Regions from separate parts of the Mus musculus genome. Here region 2 is linked to region 1. A link is a contact called in public promoter capture Hi-C data. All regions are on one chromosome and are shown on one strand. Each heading gives the region's core, a stretch centred on a gene start, on an enhancer-like site or on the middle of the called end of the contact. The rest is flanking DNA. Distances are from core to core; before and after follow the strand shown. Region 1 overlaps Marchf1 (membrane associated ring-CH-type finger 1). Region 2 holds the start of Tma16 (translation machinery associated 16).

Evidence for each region. Promoter capture Hi-C pulls out the DNA fragments that hold promoters and counts their contacts.
Region 2: a contact with region 1 is called in a promoter capture Hi-C map of macrophages, with 6 read pairs. The contact joins the promoter of Tma16 here to the enhancer-like site in region 1. A contact is called at or near these places in 24 of 39 promoter capture datasets (the 3T3-L1 cell line, 3T3-L1-derived adipocytes, the C10 cell line and 16 more), 9 of 15 datasets of contacts at CTCF or cohesin (CD8 T cells, the G1E-ER4 cell line, the NIH/3T3 cell line and 4 more), 202 of 484 Hi-C or Micro-C datasets (the 3T3-L1 cell line, 3T3-L1-derived adipocytes, the 63-12 cell line and 107 more), 25 of 115 datasets of contacts at active chromatin or transcription factors (the HPC-7 cell line, the SCID.adh cell line, Th17 cells and 13 more) and 3 of 9 other capture datasets (adipose tissue, bone marrow-derived macrophages and macrophages).

What each region holds. Positions count from the first base shown.
Region 1 is chr8:66,440,825-66,447,802 of GRCm38.p6, forward strand. All of the region lies in intron 7 of Marchf1 (membrane associated ring-CH-type finger 1), which reads left to right. Among named protein-coding and RNA genes, the nearest start is that of Tma16, 42 kb to the right of the region's middle. Within about 2 kb of position 3,552, at least 31 of the 459 cell types and tissues checked have an H3K27ac peak or open chromatin away from gene starts, as enhancers often do. A contact at or near this core is called in the CH12 cell line, ECoMG-derived neutrophils, Kupffer cells and 10 more, where this site is marked.
Region 2 is chr8:66,482,066-66,489,043 of GRCm38.p6, forward strand. Tma16 (translation machinery associated 16) reads right to left here and starts at 4,465. Exons shown (of 7, transcript NM_025465.3): 1 at 4,347-4,465; 2 at 1,993-2,105; 3 at 441-478. The coding sequence starts at 4,349.

The sequences.
Region 1 (6,978 bases), core at 2,302-4,801:
GGAACAATATTACTAACCACCACTCCTAATACCAAGTGAGCTGAGAATCAGCCCTGAGAAGTGGAACTCATTCCAGTAGGGGTGCATTGTTTGAGAGTAGAATAAATAAGTCACACATCATATCAAAATACTTTTAAAACTGATTTTAGACATGTTAACTGAGACACTATTCATTTAAAAGTGGTACTAGATCTGAAACCTGAATCAATAAGTGACATATTAAAACTGAACTAGCTTCATTTAAGATCCAACACAACATTTGCAGATTTATTTCAAAATCTTAAGTGATTAAAAGACTCTCTACCAATAAAATAAAATAAAATGAATGAATGAATAAATAAATAAATAAACTCTCTAAATTCTGTGCAATATTGAGATGTGAGGGTAGCATTGAGTCCAGACAGGATGGGTAGATAAGAATGTTTTTGATTCATGAAAATAAGCATAGACAAAAGGAGTGTCCATAGAATTGAGCTTATTGTGAGTGTGTGTAGGGAGGATAAAGAGACTTTCCTTTCTCTTTGCTGCCATCTAAAGGAATATTCTAGAATGATATTTAACAACAGTGAAATGCCGTTGAAAAGCAATATAAGAGCTTATAACATCAAAGCCTATTATCTCTTATTGATGTGCAATTACACAGTCTCCTAATCTAATAAACACTCCAAATTTCACATCTGCCACCCCAACCAGTGATTTTCTTTTCCATCAACTAAAACAACCCTGTCCATTGTGATATTTCTTCATTAGCTCCTGAATTAAAAAAAAAAAATCTGTCACCTTAGTTTCATGTTCTAAGCCTTGGTTTCTTTGTCTAGAAAATGAGGTATTAAAAGTGAGCAGTTTAAAATATCTTTTTAAATTGGGCCAGGAGGTAGGCAGATCTCTGTGAGTCTGCAGCCAGGCTGCTCAATACAGTGAGATCCAGGGCAGCCAGGCCAATGTAGATAGACTCTGTTTCAAAAATCAAACAAACAAAAGTAACACAATAATAATAAAAGATAGATAGATAGATAGATAGATAGATAGATAGATAGATAGATAGATAGATAGATAGATGTCTTACCAGGCCTGGAGGTACATATCTGCAATCCCAGTACTTGGAAAGTAGAAACAGGAAGATTATTTCAAGTTTGAGACCAGCTTGGTTACATTCAGAGTTTCAGCCCAGCTACAGCAAATATAGAAAATATCTTCCCCAAGAAACCAACAGTCTCCGAATACTCCTAGTCTTTCAGTCTGCTTGGGAAATGGAAAATCTCTTCTACATCCAAGGTTATGACCACCAAGTGACCACAGAGCAGCCCCCACAGATGCTGTGGAAAATCACTAAAGAAGAACAAGAGACAGGCATGGCAGAAATCAACATGGGAGATGGACTTCCAGAGGGGAGTATGGTCAACTGACACATGACTGTGTCTATTCCAAGGGTCCTTAAATCCACAGGGAAGAGAAACTGTGCATGTTAGAAATGCGATCCAGTTTCTCCTGTGTGCCTACACACAGGCATCTGCTGTGCGTAAGTAAGCATCCCATGGACACAGCACCACACAGTTTCTAATCTACCTGCGGCCTGAGGCAGAACCTCTGGGAGAAAGCAGGACAGCCAATATTTTTAAAGAAACTTTGTTTAATCTGTTGATTTGATCTTTAACTAATTTGTGTTTTTACCATGATAATGGCAGCTCAGACACAGGTAGCCTGCAGGAGAATATGAAAAAGCTGGAGGAATAGGATCACTAATACGAAGCTATGATTATGTGTCTGGTTAGTTCTCTAAAATATTTCCTTAAACACTTCCTTTCTTTGGGATGCAACTCTCAGCCTTTACCCTACACAAAAATCATTTGCAGCACATGGTAACAATGCATATTCCTAGGTTTCTACCCCCCAAGTCATGAAACCATGATGCAGTCCAGGAATTCACCATTTTAACTGCTTACCCAATGGATTCATGCAGATGTTTCTAAGTCACATATATTACTGCCACCTCAAGATAGATTTATGAAAAATACATCTCTCTCTCTCTCTCTCTCTCTCTCTCTCTCTCTCTCTCTCTCTCTCTCTCACTCACTCACTCACACACACACACACACACACACACACACACATACTGCTCACAAATCATCTACATAGTACCACTACACCCTCTAGTGGACAATGTTGCTGCGCTTTCCTCCTCTACAAAGGAGAGAAAAGGGGAAAGGCATAATAAGAAAAGCTGTCTTTATAATCTAGAATCAGGTTTGTGCACACTTACAGGTGAATGTATATATACTGTAGGTTTATATATACTTTAGAGAGGAAACTTTAGGTAAAGTTGACAGCTCAGAACCATTGTTTTCAATGCTCAGATCCTCTTATCTGCAGATCCCATCAATTGTGTATCTGAATTATTCAGAGGAAAAGAACACCTGTACGTTGATCATGTTCCCGTGTTTTCTTGCTGTTAGTCCCTGGAAACTACAGTCTTACATCCTTTTTTTTTTTTTTTTTTTGGTACTGCAATTCATTTCAGGATAACTGAGAGCATACAGAAGGATATGCATAGGTGATATACAACTGTTCTGCCATTTCATAGAATGAATTGGAGGCCTACACACCTCTGAACTCCTGACAAACTTTGCTTAATGACAGTAGGTTCTTCGGTCACTTGAAGATTCACAAATTCAGTTGCCCACACACATGGAGCAGGTTATATAAATATGTGAATTATGATGGGTATAAATGAAAGAGATGGTGGGGACCCAGGCAAATCATGTTAGCTGCAATGAAATAAATTCAAAGAACAAATACAATTGTTCAAAGCCTACTACGGAGGTAATGGAATTTTGTTTCACAAGCCAACTGGGATTCCCTGGTGCACTAGCTGACTTACTGTGTGCTATTTATATATAGGTAATATAAGACACAACCTCATCCACACACACGAGACAGCATTGCAGGTCTGTAGATATAGCCCAGTAGTAGAATATGTGATCAGCATGTGTGAGATGCTGGTCTGAGCCCCAACAGCTCAGATGGTACCACCACCACCTCAACTTTACCAAAGAGGGAACTGAGACGTGAGGAGGGTGGATCACTTGCCCCAGGTTAGATAAAGCTCTTTGTCAGTGTCTGCTTCACCCCAGATTCTGGGGTCTCCACCATATCAGCTCCAGTGGCTACGTAAAGTGTGACTATGTGTGTATCTGACCTGTGCTCTCTCATAACAGCAGGCAGCCTGTTCCAAACCCAGATCTTTCTCTGCTCTTTTCTCTTGCTCGGTATCCTCTACAGTATATGGGGTTGTTTGTTTTGGGTTTTTTTTTTTTTTTTAGACTCTTCCATTCATTAGCTTTGCTCTTAGATGGTTTCTCATCTACAAATTGGCACTCCCCTCTGCACCATTACAACACAGCCTGTGTCTCATGGCCCCACTGAGTTACGCCTCTAACCTACACCTTCCAGATCCTTCATGCCCTAAACAAACTCAACCATCCTATCCATTGAGAGCCTGCTTGCTGCTCTTGCTTTAACTAACCACAGCTCATCCCGTGACAAAATGGTGTTCCAGCAACCGCTGGGTGTTGTGACAAGTTGCATTTGGCCTCTTTTCACTTCCTCGTTTCTCTGTCTCAAGTGCAGGAGCATTGTTGTTGCTTTAACACAACAGTGCTGTAACACAGCGCTTCTTAGTATACTCTCTCTCTCTCTCAGAGCTTCAAACAGTTTAAGAAATTTCACATTAAGAGGGTCCTACAAAGATTCTCACTGACCACCCTTTTGAGAAGAAGAGCATTTTCTTGTCTCATTCATCCACAGAAAGCTATGGAGCTGTGCAATTGCCGAGGTAGTCATCAGGATAGCTTATCTGGGATGTTTCCACCACACTGCTGCACAAGCTCTATATTTCACATGTGTGATACAACCTTGTCACAAGTGTCACATCGATGCCTTGGGATATATGCTTACATATAGACTCAAACTCCAGGCCTGCTACATGCTAGGGAAGTACTCTACCATTGAACTTTATTTCCAAACGTGGTATGATTGAGTCCCTTAACCGTTCAGTAAAAGAAAACATAAAATGGGGCATCTTGGATAATCTGTAGTATATTCTATTCACTCCTAACAGAAAAAGAAGGTATCACTATATAATCTTGTAGATAACCCCACCTACTGTATGCAAAGCAACTTGCCTATTACCTCTCTTATCTTTGTCCCTATAGTGAAGAAAAATCTATTAATTTTTATGATATTTGACACTCAAAAAAAATCTATTCCTTCTCCCAAAATAGATTGGGTTGGTGACTTAATTCTGCATGATCAGATCTCGCCCACATCTCCCTCAGAGATGGTACTATACTTCTGAGTTAGTGCAGAAGGAGAGGACAATCTAAGTCCACTTGGATGCTAGGCTACAGAGTCCACATTATGATAACTGATGGATGCTCACCAGATCTGTTCTAAATTACTGGTACTGTTCAGCATTTAAATTTGTTAAATACATCCTCTGTTGACTAAAGCAGGCTATTCCTGTCAATTCTTTGGACATGAGGAGATAAAAAACAGAGAGGTAAAATAACTTGGAGGAGACATGCAGTCCTAAGTGGCAGAGCTAGAGTCTGACCCCAGAAATCCTTATATCGATTAACATCACTTGGATCAGAGGACTGCATTACAAATCTTCAAATATGACAAATGACAAATTCAGCAAGACCTGTGTGTGTGCACGGAGAAGCAGCTCCCTCTACAGGGCTGCATTTCCTAGCTGTATTAGTTACTTGCCTTACTGCTATGATCAAAAACAAAACAAAACAAAAACAGAAACAAAAAACTGACAACAGCATGGATGGGAGAATTTATTTTGGCTTACAGTTCTCAGGGATACAATCGAGCATAGCAGGGAAGCTGGAATGGGATGAGACTGGTCATATGGTGTCCACACCCAGGAAGCAAAGAAGCAAAGAGCAATGAGTGCCTGTGCTTGACACCACCCCCACCTCCACCTCTCTCTCTCTCTCTCTCTCTCTCTCTCTGTTTCTCTGTCTCTGTGTCTCACTGTCTTTTTGTCTGTCTCTGTTGCTCTCTTTCTCTGTGTCTCTGTTTCTTACTGTCTCTCTGTCTCTTTCTCTCTGTCTCTTACTGTCTGTCTCTTTCTGTCTCTGTCTCCCTCTCACTGTTTTTCTATGTCTCCTCTCTCTCTGTTTACTAGAGTCTGTCTTTTTCTTTCTATGTCTTTCACTGTTTCTCTGTCTCTGTCTGTCTCTGTCTCTTTCTCTCTGCCTCTCTCTGTCTCTGTCTGTCTCTGTCTCTTTCTCTCTGTCTCTCTCACTCTCTCTATCTCTCTCTTTCTCTCTCTCTCTCTCTGTCTCTGTCTCTACCAGTAGCAACATAAGGCTATTGATTTGAGACTCTCAACTACTCTAATAAAGTTTAGCTCATTTTTTTCATAATTATTCTTATTAGATATTTTCTTCATTTACATTTCAAATGCTATCCCGAAAGTCCCCTATACCCCCCACCCTGCTCCCCAACCCACCCACTCCTGCTTTCTGGCCCTGGCATTCCCCTGTACTAGGGCATATAATTTTCATTAGCTCATTTTTAACCGGCCTTACTGGTTCTGTGGCTGGGCTCTCCTAAGCCTTCCATGGCTAGCATGTCCTTACCTTTACTAGCTCAACATCTCTAACTCTGCCCTCAGCCTAGTTGCTTGGTTACCTTCTGTAATGCCCATTGATCTTTCTGCCCAAGATGCTTTCAGGCTACCCTTCCATGGGCCACTTTTCCTCTCCACCTACATTTTGGAAGATCTCCCCTATAGCTCCGAATCTGTTCCATCTCTGTCCCAAGTGTATTGATCCTCCTCTTCCTGCCCTCTCCTCTCTCTTAGCCTATGGGAACCTGAAAGCCCTGTCTCATTCTTTTCACCCAGTAACTGGCCACTGGCATCTTTATTGATTGCAGGCAAGAACCTTCAGCATCAGTAAACACAGATTCCCGATTCAATCAAGGCATCTGAACCACTTCTCTACAGATCACTGCTTACAGTATGGCGTTTACCTCACCCAGACAGCAATAACTCCAGCCTCAACTAACCCTTGGACAAACTCCTCAAAGGACAACACAATAATTTTCCTTGAATACTACACAGGCCACATTGGGTATATAGCCTATCTCATCCTGGTTCCATTTCAATTTCTATGGATGTGTTTTCTTGCAGTTCTGTGGTACAAAACCCTTTCCTCTTGTCCCTGTTATCCAGAGAAATGAAGGAACTATATACATACATACATACAAACATACATACATGTGCATGCGCATGCGCACACACATACACACACACACACACACACACACACACACACTCACACACTGCCCCTTCAACTGTAGGTCTTGTACAAAGGAACCAAATAGTTATCAGCATTCACAGATAAGGGTTTAGTTATCAGTGACCCACATAGATAGCTAAGCTTAGTACTGTTAAAGGACAGCTTCGCATTGGGTATGTTTTCTGACTTATCTTTGACAGTAGCTCTCTGTCACTCAGTGACCTTAACCATCTGCTGTGAATCAGGCAGGCTTTTCTGTTTCCTGGTGACCTGCAAACTTTTAGCAGTTCCACTAAAGGTCTGAAAGGTTAACTTTCTCTTCTGATGTTCTTAAATGGTTGGCTACAGATAGAATGGAGATTTTTCATCTCAAGAGTTAGTCCTCGTAAATGTTCAGACTCTAAGTTTTGCTTCCTTCCCAAAGTTCTTGAAACTGTTAAATAATACAAGTCTATTTTAATAAGTTTTTCTGGCACTTTGATGTTAATTTGGAAGGCAAAAGTAAAATTAAAATGAAGCTGATTGTTTCAGTGATTTGTGGACTGCCAACCCTTTTATTTTAAACAAATTCCCTGGTCACGTGATTTCCTTTGACTCACCAGGGTATATTTGCACTATAGACAGATAGCTGGATTGTCCTGCAGGCTCAGTTACCTTCCCT
Region 2 (6,978 bases), core at 3,215-5,714, 42 kb after region 1:
CTTTGCACACCCCCTTCTGCCAGTGCTTTCTGCACTGCGGTCAGTCCTAAAGCAACATGGTCAGCTTCATGCACTGAAACCCCCAGAACTATGTGCAAAGCAAGCCTTTCGCCTCAGGTATGTGTTGTGGGAACCCAGCCATCCCCTTCATCCCCTTGGCTGTCAGAAGACAAGATAAAGCCTGAGGGGGCACACAGGAGTGCGGGTGCACAGGAGTGAAGTTTCTACAAAGCTAGCTGTATGGAGCACTAACTGTCTACTCAGAGTCAGATGCTTTGCTCCACTCCATTTGTATATATGTATTATACTTCCTTTTTTTTTTTTTTTTTGTTAAGTCTGGTTAAAAAAACATCTGATAGAAATAATAAAGAGAGAAAATGGTTTAGAGCAAAAACTTCACCATACTGTAGGCAGAATTTGAAGCCCTCAGACCTACTTACCAATAAGGTTGAGACGCAAGGCCTTCTCAGTCTTCAATCTTGAACCAAAAGGTGCAGAGAAATTAGATATTTTCCAAAGCAGGAGCTTAGAAATCTGTCAAAAATATCGCAAAGAAAAACTTCCCAGAGAACTTTGACATTCTTTCACATGTAATACAAATAAATAAATAAACCATAATGACAATTATCTTTTAAATCAGTAGGCCAAGCTGTCATCAAAATGCTGTTTCTTGTTCCCTTCCCCCAGCCTTGAGCAGGCTGGCTCAGATCTGGTTTGCCACACACACTAGCCCACCTAGGGTGGATGGAGTCTTCTGACCTAGGTAAAGTCTATTGTCCTGCCACATCTGCAGCTTTCCTCCAAGAGGCCACTACTTGCTGAGAGACTGAACCTGTTCTCCTGACACAAAGCAGGGATCCTCACTAAACAAGAGATAGTGGCGTGGTGGGGGATGGGTTCCCCCCTTTTATAAGTTCAAACTCTTAGTAAACATTGGCCTTGATCAGAAAACCTTGTCTTGGCTCATTATTTCTCATTATTTAAGCCTTTCTCACACAAAACCCCATCTTTCCTTTCAGGAACTCAGCAACCAATGGCCACAGGTGGCTATAGGTGGCACCTGACAAGTGGCCTAAAAGCAGAAAGGAGGACTGGAGTTACAATATCTTCATGGGGCTCCACAGAAAACAGAGGAAGGTGTTTCTCTGCACAGTAAGCAACATACAGCATTAATGTTAGCGCTACAAATGTTATCTTTTGAAGGCTGTTGATTGCAAGGGTGCAAAAAGGATACAGGCTAGACTGAGTCAGTGATGGCCCAGCGCTGAGATCAGCTATGTATCGGTTGACAGTGGAAAATAGGATTGGAAAACTCTAAACAGGCATATGTCCACAGTCAAGAACTGCATCAGGCAGGAGGAGTAGGACTTAACAAAATAAAATAAAAAAATAGTAAAGTAAAAAAAAGGGGGGGGGGGTAGGGCTAGATATACAAATGACATGAGAGAGAGAGAGAGATCAAGAGAGAAGGAAAATAGATTTCGGAGCTCTCTCAGGGACAGAGGGAAAATCAGGAGACAACCTGCTTTCTCTGTGGCCCCTACAGGAGACATCCTTAGTTCTGGTTACATCAAGTTCTCTACCCTCTTTGTATTGTCTGTGTTTGGGGCACCAATCTGTCCACGTGTCAATTCGTGTCTGTTTTTGTTTCGTTGTCTGAATGACTGCTGTTCTATGTTTCGTGTTGAAAAGAAAAAAAAGTTAAACCTTGATCTGCTGGCTTTCCATCTCTTGACTCAGTCTCAGTTTACACAGCAGAGGCTGATTCAAGTTGCTCCACACCTTAGGCAGGAGTCAAGCACTAACTGCTACTTATGTTTTTTGCTCAGCTCTGCAAGCTCTCTCTTTGGCATTTTATACTGTGGTACAAGAACTAATGGAAAAATATTTATTAAAGCAAAAGAGGGAATGGAAACGAGGAACATACACCTGATAAGTAGATGCATAAAGGCGCTTTCCCCAGTGCAGGACACTAGCGAGACTGACACTCACCTTTCCTTCTTGTCTTGTTTGTGAGACTCTCTTGTAATCTGAGCTGCTTTTCTACTGTACGGATGGATGACTTTTTTTTCTCGTCCTACCATTTTTCCTTTTAGTCCTTTAGGCTAAAAGACAGGATACATATTGTCAGTTATGTTAAGCAACTATAGTTACAGAGATGTCACAATAGGAATCAGGCCACAGGCCAAACATTTTACTAACTCCAATGGTCTTTTGTTTCCCCATGATCATAACAGAAATGATCTATTCCACAATCTCCAAAGGCAGTAGACCAACAGAAACCAATAGAGTCAACACCGCTCAGTGACTCAGCCATGCCAGCTTAAAGTAGTTCTGACAACAGAGGGAGAAGACTCGTGGCTGGGAATGCTGGCTACAGTTAAGGATGTCTCTAATGTTACAGAGAGCAGAAGTGTAACAGGTATTTCACTGTGGCCCATGAAAAGAGAGTGGGGCAAAGGCACATGCAAAGTCCAAGTTGACCAAACTCAGCTGGTTCCAACCAACACCCCATAAACTATAAAGGCCACTTCAAAATCAGCACACCTAGAAGCAAACAAACCACTTCCCCACCCGAGCCTTACCAGTTAAAGCTTTCAGAATCCATTCCTCAAAGGCATTATATTTAAGGGGTTTCTTTTTGGTTTTTTGTTTTTGTTTTGTTTTTTGCTATGCAATCCTGTATTTTGGCCCATCTATATTATTTAAAGAGTCAGAATTGACTTTCTATAAGAGAAACCAAAAATAAAAATGGCTTAACCTAAATAGTTTTAGTCTCTTCTGGTTCACTTAAGGAGGCAGGCGCCCCCTACCCCGTTAGCCCATAATCTCCCAGACAGTCTGCAAGGGCTTAAAACCTGCCCTCCACTCTAGCCCTGAGTGGAAAAGAAACCTCAGGAAAGTTGTCCTACACCCTTTGCCCAAGTTCTACTGACCAAAACCTACTGTTACATAAAATAGATGAATATATATAATTTTTAATCTCTGAGAAAAAAAAAGACTATTAGGGAACAGGTGGTCCCTAATATTCCTCTTCAATAGTCACTCCTCTAAAGGCCAAATAGCTCTTGAAGCTTTTTCAAACCTGTCAGTTACCTTTATTCAACCCATACAATCAGGCCTAGGTTGCTCTATTGTTAGACCCCTTTACAAAGAAGTCGAAAAAATCTGTCTACAGTGTTAATCCAGTATAGAGTTTCTTTCCCTATTGAAAGAGATCAGCTTGGTTCTAAGCTTTAGCACAGAAAGCCATCTCTTCCAACTTTCTTCTCCAGCATTTCCTTCACACAGCTCCTTCTCCCCATTCTTACTGAAGATCACTATTCCAGAATAAACCACACTGCAACTTGAGACTACACTTGTTATCTCTGTCTGTAATTCTTTCCTTCCCTTTTCCTTTGCTAAGACAAAGCTCGAAATAATCTCAAAAAAACTCTCCAAATAATTAAAATGTTCATCAATTCCTCATTCACACAATTCTCTTAGACATTGGTCATTTTTTCATTAATCTGATGAGAGAAGGCACGTCTAAGTCTGAAACCCATCTGAGGTTGGCTATGAATAAAAAAATAATAATCTTAAAGCCGTAAGAACACACACATGGAGGATAGTGGGGCAAATGAGAAACGAGATTAAACATCAAACATACACATGGCGAAAACAGATTCTCACAAATTGTTCTCCGATATCCACACGTACATAAAATCAGTTATAAACATAAATTCGGCCAGGCGGTGGTGGCGCACCCCTTTATTCCCAGCACTTGGGAGGCAGAGGCAGGCGGATTTCTGACTTTGAGGCCAGCCTGGTCTACAAAGTGAGTTCCAGGACAGCCAGGGCTATACAGAGAAACCCTGTCTCGAAAGAAAAAAAAAAAAAACATAAATTCGGATACTGTGAATGAGCTCTTTATATCGCTATACATAAACCGTTTATAACACTCTTAACTACTGTCTTAAAATGCAAACAAAACAGCATTGTTGCCCGGTAGGAATGGGAGTTGTAGAGGCAGGACTAAAGTCAGAACAGAAGGGCTGCGGGCCGATGCACCTCGTGGGTGGCTGTGACCCTGGGCAGGGGAGACCTGCACTTGCCCCAGGGCAGAGGTGGGTGGATCCACAAAGCGGTATTAGTTAAGGCCCTCAGGAAAATGAGAAACCGGGAGACGTGGACAACGCCACCCAGAGCGAGTTGAGAACGCGCTGGAGCACTCCGATCCTGGGGCAGCACCGGGGGCCCACCACCGCCCCACGCAGCCACTCCGAGTCCCGGCTTCTCCCGGGTCCGAGCTTGTACTCCCCGGCCGCCCGACCAGAGCCTCCCGGAGAACCTAAGGGGCCGCTCACCATGGCGATGTCTTGGCCACCGAGGCCGGGCGATGTCCCGATGCGACAATTTCACAGAGGGCAGCGCAGCCGCTCTCAAGTCCGCTTCTTCCCTAACACACGTGGGCCCCGGGGGAAACAAATAGGGGCGGACAGGAAGGGGAGGAGCTGGTGCTTTCTCTAAAGCGTCCCTAGAAACTGAGACGTAATGTTTTTCCGCCCGCCTTGTTTTACAGCCCGGGAGCCACACAAAGGCGGGGAGAGTAGAGAGAGAGAGAGAGTCGAGCTCAGAGAACAGAAGTCTGTCTGTCTTCTGTTTCTGACTGAAAGGCCGGCCTTGAGTATCGGCCAGAAGGCAGCTCTCCATGGGCGAGCAACTTGTTAGGAGATAGCATTACCTCACCTAGAGGTGCCCATCTCCCAGAATGGTGTAAATTCAGCCTTCACTTTTCCTTTGATTTTCTCTACCATTTTCTTTCTATATCTAAAGCCTGTCTCTCCGGCCTTGTTATTCCGTTTTTGAACAGCATGGTAAAATTTGATAGAAAGTCTTACGTAGTAATTATTAATCAAATGCCTAGTACATGCTACGCATTGAAGGTACTTTGACAGTTTCCCTACTTTCTTTTTTGTATAATTTCTATCTGTAGTGGGACATAAAGAAGTTAGTATTTCAAATACTATTATAATATAAATTATTACCATAGACTAAGTGGATTTAACATACACAAAAAAGGGGAGGAGATGAAGGATCAGGAGGAGAAGGGATGGGAGAAGAGGAGATGTATGGGGGAGTGTTAGGAGAGGGATATGGGAGAAAGGGGGGGCGAGGAAGAGGATGACAATGAATGGATTCCTTGGACCCTATCAGACAACTCTGAAATAAAACTAGAATCCAACAGCAAGAGAAACTACAGGACTTAAAACAAATACTTGGACACGTAATGGTACAATTTTAAATGTACAGTGGGTCACTGAAGAAATCAAGGAGAAAATTCTTAGAAACAAATGAAAATCATAGGCACTCTACGAGCTAGCTAAAGCATCCTAACAGGAAAGTGAGTATTTACAATAAAGCAAAATGAGAGTTTCCAAGTGAAGTAATAATTCATCTTAAGGTTCTAGAAATAAGAAGTCACTCCCAAACCCAATCACTGGATAAATAAATAAATTCATCAATCGATCACTATTAAAGCGGGACCTAATGAAATAGAGACCAAAAAAACCCTCAATACATAGGAATAGCTAAAGCAATCGTTTTTGTTAAAGGACAACTGTTAGTATTTTGTCTAAGCTCCACAACACAGTTATCTGGCAACAGCCAGGTAGGTTCTGCCCCCCCAGTTACCTGGCGTGGTCCCTCAGGGGGAAGGGCTGTGGGCCCACGGAGGCATCCCCTTCCCCATGCCTGACTACACCTCCACAGAATATATCCCCCCTTTATCTTTTTATAAACACATCAATAACAAGACTGATTAAACCCCTAGCCAAACTAGCAAAAGAAATCCCAAATTAATAAAAGTAAAGGTGAAAGCAGGAATTGTAACAACAGACTCCAGTGAAATTCAGATAATCTATAGAATACTTGGAAAATTTTATTTCAAAATGCTGATAAACATCAAAGTATTTGATGTATTTCTAAACATGTATGACACACCAAGATCCCTGAAAATATAATACAGTAAATGTGTTCATTATATGTAATAAGATTAAAAGCAATAATTAAAAGTCTCATCCAAAGAAATGTCTAGAATCAGATGGACTCATGGCTGAATTCTACCAAACTTTTTTTTTTTTTTTTTTTTTTTTTCTGAGACAGGGTTTCTCTGTGTAGCCCTGGCTGTCCTGGAACTCACTTTGTAGACCAGGCTGGCCTTGAACTCAGAGATCCTCCTACCTCTGCCTCTCAAGTGCTGGGATTAAAGGCGTGCACCACCACTGTCCTGCCCAAAATTTTAAGAAAGTCCTGATACTAACACTTCTTAAATCATTTCTCAAAGTAGAAAATGAAGGAGTACCTAGTTTATTCTATGAAAGCAGTATTATCTTGAATAAGCTCAGATAAAGACATAGCAGTTACAGACTAATTTTCCTGATGAACAAAGCTGCAAAAAAATTGTGAACAAAATAATTGCAAACCAAACACAATTAAAATACATTACATAATTTAAATGTATTCAAAATATATAGTATTTTCAAAAATACATTATCATACACCTAACCAATTAGGCAAATTGATGAATATAATACGCTATACAAATAAACTAAAAGACAGAAATAAGATCGCTGGATTTTAAACTGAGGATTTGCAGCCAAGGTGACTATTTAACATAACAAAGCAGACCTGGCCTTCAGCGTTCTCCCAGAATTCCTCAGTCCCTACCATTTCAGGGTATGGCTGACACACCTCACTCTCTACCCTGAAATTTCCAGCCCAGGGGCTAGGCTGTTCTTCCTCCAGAAGTTCTTCCCTATATAATCCAGACATTTTAATTTCTCCCACCCACTGTCTCCTCTCTCCCTGCCCCTTCCCCTCATCATCTTCTTTCTCCCTGCATGCACATACTCTTTCTTTCTCTTCCCCTTCTCCTCTGTTTCTGACCCCATGAAGACTTCCCTGGCTTTACTCCTTCAGCCAGTGAACGCATCCAAA